Regions from separate parts of the Pan troglodytes genome. Here region 2 is linked to region 1. Evidence: chromatin contacts called from public capture Hi-C data. All regions are on one chromosome and are shown on one strand. Each heading gives the region's core, a stretch centred on a gene start, on an enhancer-like site or on the middle of the called end of the contact. The rest is flanking DNA. Distances are from core to core; before and after follow the strand shown.

Region 1 (3,401 bases), core at 60-2,559:
TTTATGTCTTGGCATGTTGCCAGGGATAATTAAGGTGCAGAAATACTGGTTGTTTGCATGGAAGGTAGCTATCTGGAGACAGGGGAGCAAACCAGAAAGGCATCTTCTCCTAAAGGTGAAAATAAAAAGCAAGCAAGACCATAACAAGATGAACTCAGACACATCTAATTGGGGAAAATTTGTTACCGGGAAATTTATATTATAAGGAACAGACGGCCTTTTGTGATTGTAATCTGTTTGCTTCTGATTCATGGGAAGAAAGGCAGCAACAGAGATGGGCACCAGGAAGACTGAAGAGGCAAACTGGAACATTTGGTAATGGTCCCAGACAGTTGTCCCTCTTGAAGAGATAGCCAAGCTTTTAGCTGCAAGCTGATAAAGACCAAAGCGAGAGCTTTGAAAGGGGGTGAAGCCAAGAGGGTGAAATCTGAAGTCTGGGGGGTTTTAATATATGAAAACAAATGATAGAAAGATGTAAGGATTTCTTGCTTTTCAGTTGTAATGGGGGAAATGGCTACATTATTTAGGAACCGTAGCTTTTCAAAATTAGAAGGAAAGCCCCAAAGTAACAGATTAAGAAATTTAATAGGCTAATAATGGCTATTTATTTTCTTTATAAAGAAGTGGGTTCCAGGCTGGGCACAGTGGCTCACGCCTGTAATCCCAGCACTTTGGGAGGCCGAGGCGGGTGAATCACCTGAGGTCAGGAGTTCAAGACCAGCCTGGCCAACATGGTGAAACCCCATCTCTACTGAAAATACAAAAAAAATTAGCCAGGTGTTGTGGTGGGTGGCTATAATCCCAGCTACTTGGGAGGCTGAGGCAGGAGAATGGCTTGAACCCGGAAGGCGGAGGTTGCAGTGAGTCGAGATCGCACCACTGCACTCCAGCCTGGGCAGCAGAGTGAGACTCTGTCAAAAAAAAAAAAAAAATTGGGTTGCAGAGGGAGATAAAACATGAACTTCAGCTTAAATGTCGTGAGCAAAACCAAAGCGCTCTATGCATTTTCAGCATCTAGTCATTGTGTTTCCCAGAGCAGATACCGGGCTTGGCACGTACTAGATGCTAAAAAGTATTTGTAGAATTTAATTGAATTGTGACAGAGCACTCCAACCATAGGTTTTGGGTTTGAGCAGAAAACAGCATCAGAACTTTTAATTTTTCAGCAAACATGGCAAGTGACAGCAATTGCAAATGCCAAGAACACAAGCAACTATCACGGGCGTTTTTCAAACTGTTTCTCAGAATGCACCTCTAAAGAGATCTCCGTGTCTCCGGCAGGGGGCGCGTTAGGATTTCCTTAACACCGTGGGTCCGCAGGATAAAAGTGAAAAAACCGTTTGTTTAAGAGGCAGAAGGGCAAGACCAGGACAGATCTGTGTTCTCAGACCTCCTCCACTGTGGCTCTGACAAGGAGTAGGTGGAGGAGGCACTGCAGGGAAGAGAGAATGAACAGTTCCGACCACTCCAGCGCCTGGACCTGCTTCTTGTCATAGGAGGAGACACCCCCGATTGCTGAAGCCCTCTGGCTCTGACAGCAGAGCCAGATGCTCTAAGAGACACGTGCTCTCAGTCATGTGTCCCACCAGCTCGGGGGCGACATAAGGTCATGCCTCTCTTAATACTTTATGCGATATAATTCTGAGCCCCATTTCATCACGACAAACCTTTCTCCTCTCCCTTTTTCACCAAGACTCGCTTGTCCCAGGGGCTGCCCCTCACAGGTCTGCTCTGCCCCTTGAAGTGGAGGATGTCACCCCTCCATGGCCTGGGTTCCCAGTGTCATGGCCCCTGTGATGGGGCTCACCCAAGTCCCACAGTCTGGCCTGTCTGGGATCACAGCATTCCGGCAGTTAGAGATGCTTCAGTAGCGCTCATCTGGGAAGGAGCCAGGAGCCCTTTCTTCTGGAAGGCTTCTTGGCCCCATTACAATCACTTGTCCACCCCTCCCTAGCAATCTCAGTGGGGAGTGGAGGGTCTGGCTCCGACAGAAGAAGAGGAGTCCTGACTTGCCTTTCCTCTCACTCACTGAAAGGGGCCATGCTGGCGTCTGTCTCAGGAAGACTCACTGTCTCGTCTGCTAGAAATAGAAGTGGCTGGAGTCTTTTAAACACAAATTCTCTTGCTTAAAAGAAATCAAGTTCTGCCTCTCAGGGTGCCCTGAAACATTTTCATGATGGTTCCATCAGCTGTGTCTTTTCTGAGACAGAAAGAGAGAGAGAGAGCACGTAGGCAGCTTTGCAGAACAAGGTGGCTAGTTGGGAGCCAGGATCCAGGAGGTGACCCCGCTGTCCTTCTGTCCCCTGAAGAAAGTGGGCAGTAGGGCCTCCTGCCTTCCTGCTTTGGGCCCTCTGAAGGGCTGTGCTACGTGGAGGTGACCTGCCAGGGGCCCGCCCAGAGATGAGAGGGGACTGCAGTCGCCCGCCTGGCTGGAGCTAGCTCTGGGCTCACATGGACAATGGGTGATGGCAGGCCACTCTGGGTGGTGGCATGGGGCGTCAGGGACTGGGGCCTTCTGCAGGGCTGCTGGGTCTTGCATCTGCTCCTGCCCCTGAGCCTCAAATTCAGAAGCTGTGATTTCTAGGCCCTGTTCTTAGACTTGACCAGAACATTCTGAAAAGGGGAGATGGGGGCAGTGCAGGAAAGGAAGGCTGGTTCATGTGCTTGGATTTGGTGACGATATCCCATCTTAAAAATAACGTCCTGCGTTTCACTGTTTCTTGCACCTTCTCTCTTTCTTGGCCTTCTCCTCATTTCTCTCTCTCCCTTCCTCTCTCTCTTGCTTCCTCTCTTCCTCCCCCTCTCTCTCCCCACCTTCTGTTTTCTACCCCTGGTGCTTCTGACATGGGCTTCATTGTGGGTTTGAGATAGGAGTTGGGGAGGGCTGGTTTTGCAGGGTACAGATCACAAAGAAAAAGAGATCACATCTTATCCCTGCTGATAAAATGAGATGTGGTCAAGAAGCCGATCAAAATCTAGCAAAACCAAGATGGGAACAAAGGCAACCTCTGGTCGTCCTCACTGCTCATTATACGCTAATTATAATGCATTAGCTGCTAAAAGGACACTCCCACCAGCGCCATGACAGTTCACCAGTGCTGTGGCAATGCCTGGAAGCTACCCTATATGGCCTGAAAGGGGGAGGAACCCTCAGTTACGAGAATTCCCTGCCCCTCTCCTCGAAAACTCATGAATGATCCACTCCTTCTTCAGCATATGATCAATAAAGAAATAGCCAACCAGCAGTCCCGGGCTGCTCTGCCTATGGAGTGGCCACTCTTTTATTCCTTTCCTTTCCTAATACATTTGCTTTCACTTGACTCTGTCGGCTCACTCTTGAATTTCTTCCTGTGCAAAGCCAAGAACCCATGTGGCCTCCCAGGCTGAACCCGGTTTGGGGG
Region 2 (3,579 bases), core at 51-2,550, 140 kb after region 1:
AGGAGGACAGGATGGGCTCTGGGGGGCAGCCCATCCCTGGTGGGGTCACAGGGCTGGGAGTGGGGGCCTGTGCTGGGTGAGAACATCATTTCCATCATGGGCAAGCAGAAGCCTGTCCTCCTTGGTAGCCAGGCTAACCCCAGCCCCACCTTCCCGCTTGTGGGCCTGAGTGGTGGTCATCTCTCCCTTGTTCATTTCAGACAAGCATTTTGTGGTGGCTCTGTATGACTACACCGCTATGAATGATCGGGACCTGCAGATGCTGAAGGGGGAGAAGCTACAGGTCCTGAAGGGGTGAGGTTCCAGGACACCATCCCCTGTCCCTGCAGGACCCCCCTCCCCCACATCTCTCCTTTCTCCACCCACCACATCCTCCATGGCTGACCCTGGAAGTCTTCTCCATTGCCCTGCCCCCAGCCCTGACCCCAGCATTTTCTTGAACTTGGCCCTTTTATCTTCCTCTCCAAAATCTTTCTGGTGAAGTAATTTCCATTCACAACCTTCAAAGTCCACGTTCCATGCCACCACCTCCATGCAGCCCTCCTGACTCTTTTGGGCATGTGGACCTTGTCCTTTATGCATGCTGGTCTGGCTGTTCCATGACAGCCTTGCATTTAAGCCAGTTGTGTCCATATTTGTCTCCTTTTCAAGACAGGAGCCCACACTGATGACACACACCAATCCCGCTTTAGCTCATTTCCCATGTCCTTCTCAGAAACTCCTTCTAGGTCAGATCCCTCTCAGTGGCCAGGCTTGTCCTGTGGAGCTCTGAGGGTCTGATTTGGTTCTTGAAGTTCTCCAAAGGCCTTGAGCCAAGCTCATGAAAGTCCTGACTGCTGATTCTATACAGTCCACGCCAACCGTGTTTTTCTCAAGCCTGTCCCCAGTCACTCACCAAGCTCTGAACACGTCCCATTCATCAAGAGGAAGGCTGCTGGCTGGATCCTTGTGCCCTCTTGGCTGGTCAGGCTGTGTAGATAAGCTCTTCCCCCTAGAACTTGCCCAGATAGCCACTGTACCACTGAGCAGTGGGCACAAGCCCCTTCCTGCCTGCCGTACTGTCTACCCCTGCGGATTCTCTGCCCTCCAGGGAGAGATGACTTTGTGGAGGCCTGAGAGCTGCCCAGTGACGGGCCTACAGGGGCCATGATCTCATCTCTGTTTCCCCTGCTCCCATTAGAACTGGAGACTGGTGGCTGGCCAGGTCACTCGTCACAGGAAGAGAAGGCTATGTGCCCAGCAACTTTGTGGCCCGAGTGGAGAGCCTGGAAATGGAAAGGTAGGTGGGCACGGGAACCCCCCTCGAGCCAAGATGCAGTCACTGTTTCTGCTCCCTGGGCTGTTAGGCAGGGCAGGGCCAGAATGGGACTGACCAGGGAGCCTGCAGGCACTGGCAAAGAGGGGACAGGAAATGAGCTCTGCTGCAAAAGGCCTCTCTGCTGGCTCCAGACAACATTCAGACTGCTGTGTGACACTGAGCAAGCCGCTCTTCCCAGCTAAACAAGAGCGGTCCTTCTCCTGGCTTCCCTGGATGGAACCGGCCCCAGTGTCTGATGGCCTCGAAGGCTACCGGGCAGGCACTATGACCAGCAACCCGTCCCCTACAGCCTCCATGGGCAGGACTCAGGGCTCAGCCCTCGGGGGCTCCCAGGAGGGTGGCCTTGTTCAGAACTGATGAACACGAAAGCAAGATCCCAATCTTCTAATCCCCCAGCCCCCATCTTCCCCCATGTCCCCATTGGCACTGGGAATTTCGGACTCGGCCAGCCAGAGCCCCCACGAATCTGCTCACAGGGACTAGCTCTGCCTGAGGACTGAGGCCCAGGAACGAGTCTTCTCTGGGCACTGTGGGCCCCGCTTCTTTCCCTGGAACAGTGTGGGGAACCGTGGGGCTGTCCTGCACAGAACAACCCCATACTGAAGGGGACATACTGGTGTCCCTGCTCAGAGAGTCTCGGCAGTTTGCCTAATTCAGATCTCAGACTGCAAGGAGGAGGCACGTGCCTGTGATACGCAGCTGTGCTTTGGAGAGTGTGATCAGGGGCATTTTTCCAAAGCAAAATTAACAAAGGTCAACCAACTAGTGTTCTTGTTTCATTTTAGGAAAACAGTGAGTCCAGGGCTGACAGGAAGCGGAACTGGAAGGGCAGCGGGGCAGAGGGCACTGACTCCATCACGGTGTGAGGAGCAGCAGCTCAGGGCCGACTGGGAGCAGAAATGCTAGATTTTTCTTTCTTGGGGACAGGCAGTGCAGGAGGGAGGCTGTGTGGGAATACTCCGAGGAGCAGGGTCGCTCTGAGTTTCACCTGTTCCTGCCATTTTCCAGGTGGTTCTTTAGATCACTGGGTCGGAAGGAGGCTGAGAGGCAGCTTCTTGCTCCAATCAACAAGGCCGGCTCCTTTCTTATCAGAGAGAGTGAAACCAACAAAGGTAGGTTTGGTGGCTTTGCCTGCCTTCCTTGCCCTGCTCCTCCCGGGAAGGCCCCTCCAGAGGCCTGGCCCTGGAGTGAGAGGGGAAGGGGTGACTGCCAGGAGAACCAGCAGCTTCCGGGCTTGTGTCCCTCCGAATTCAGGCCCTGCCCGGGAGTTGACATGGGGGCTGTCCACACAGTCCTCCCTGTCCAGGCTGGAAACCACCTGGGCACAGGAAGCCGGGTGGACAGGGGTGGTCCCACGCCAGACTGGCCCTGCTGCCCAGTCAGCAGGAACACCGAGGCCAGTGGGGGCCAGGGAAGGGGGAACCCTGAGCCCTCAACCACCAGCCTCTTTGGAATCAAGGATTAGGGGGAGCTCAAAGAATCCTTCAAGATCATCTCAGCCAGAGGCTGCAGGTAGCATATGTTAGGAAGTGGCCTGTGCCGTGATGTAAGAGAAGAGGGTGGTGATTGTGGGGAGCCCATGCCAGTCTAGACACTCATGAGTTCAAATCCACTGACTGAGCAAAACAGCTGCCATCACCCTCAGGGGTTTTCTCTTTCTCTGTCATTCGGCTTTCTTTCCTTCTTAATGTTTTTTGGTGTAAAATATAAAACACGTATAAAGCTTGCATGAAGTATGAATGTGTAATTCTAAATCATATAGGGTAATAATAAACAAATCCCTGTGTAATGACAGCCAAGAGAAAGAGCATCCCAGACCACCCTGAGCCCCCTCACTCCCCCACTTGGGCTCCTTCCTGATTCAACCCCCAACCTCAAGAGCTACCTGCTGTCCTGACTTGGATGGAAATCCTTCCTTGCTCTTCTCTGTGGTTTCGCCACCATGTCTTGTCTGTTTTTTCAGCTTGATGTAGATAGAATCACTGTTTTTGTTTCTGTGTGTCTTGCTCCTGTCACTCAGCAGTGTTTGTGGGATTCTGTTAGTTTCCTGGGCTGCCGTAACAAAGTGGCACAGACTGGGTGGCTTCCACCACAGAAGCTTATTATCTCACAGCTCTGGAGGCTGGAAGTCCAAGACCAAAGTGTCAGCAGCGTTGGCTCCTCCCGAGAGCTCTCTCCTTGGCTTGCCGGTGGCCGTCTTCTCTGTGTCCTCATGTGGCCGTCCCTCCATGCATGTCTGTGTCCTAATCTCTTCTTGTAAG

The links. Capture Hi-C pulls out chosen DNA fragments and counts their contacts.
Region 2: a capture Hi-C map of stem cell-derived neural stem cells shows a contact between it and region 1, with 8 times the contacts expected there. The contact joins two enhancer-like sites. A contact is called at or near these places in 5 of 7 Hi-C or Micro-C datasets (blood, induced pluripotent stem cells, a lymphoblastoid cell line and 1 more), 1 of 1 datasets of contacts at active chromatin or transcription factors (stem cell-derived excitatory neurons) and 1 of 1 other capture datasets (stem cell-derived neural stem cells).

What each region holds. Positions count from the first base shown.
Region 1 is chr7:17,402,777-17,406,177 of NHGRI_mPanTro3-v2.0_pri, forward strand. All of the region lies in intron 2 of LOC134810656 (a long non-coding RNA gene), which reads left to right. Among named protein-coding and RNA genes, the nearest start is that of FAM167A, 55 kb to the right of the region's middle. Within about 2 kb of position 1,310, at least 8 of the 24 cell types and tissues checked have an H3K27ac peak or open chromatin away from gene starts, as enhancers often do. A contact at or near this core is called in stem cell-derived neural stem cells, where this site is marked.
Region 2 is chr7:17,541,066-17,544,644 of NHGRI_mPanTro3-v2.0_pri, forward strand. BLK (BLK proto-oncogene, Src family tyrosine kinase) reads left to right here. Exons shown (of 13, transcript XM_016959096.4): 4 at 201-294; 5 at 1,181-1,279; 6 at 2,327-2,430. Among named protein-coding and RNA genes, the nearest start is that of BLK, 57 kb to the left of the region's middle. Within about 2 kb of position 1,301, at least 1 of the 24 cell types and tissues checked has an H3K27ac peak or open chromatin away from gene starts, as enhancers often do. A contact at or near this core is called in stem cell-derived neural stem cells, where this site is marked.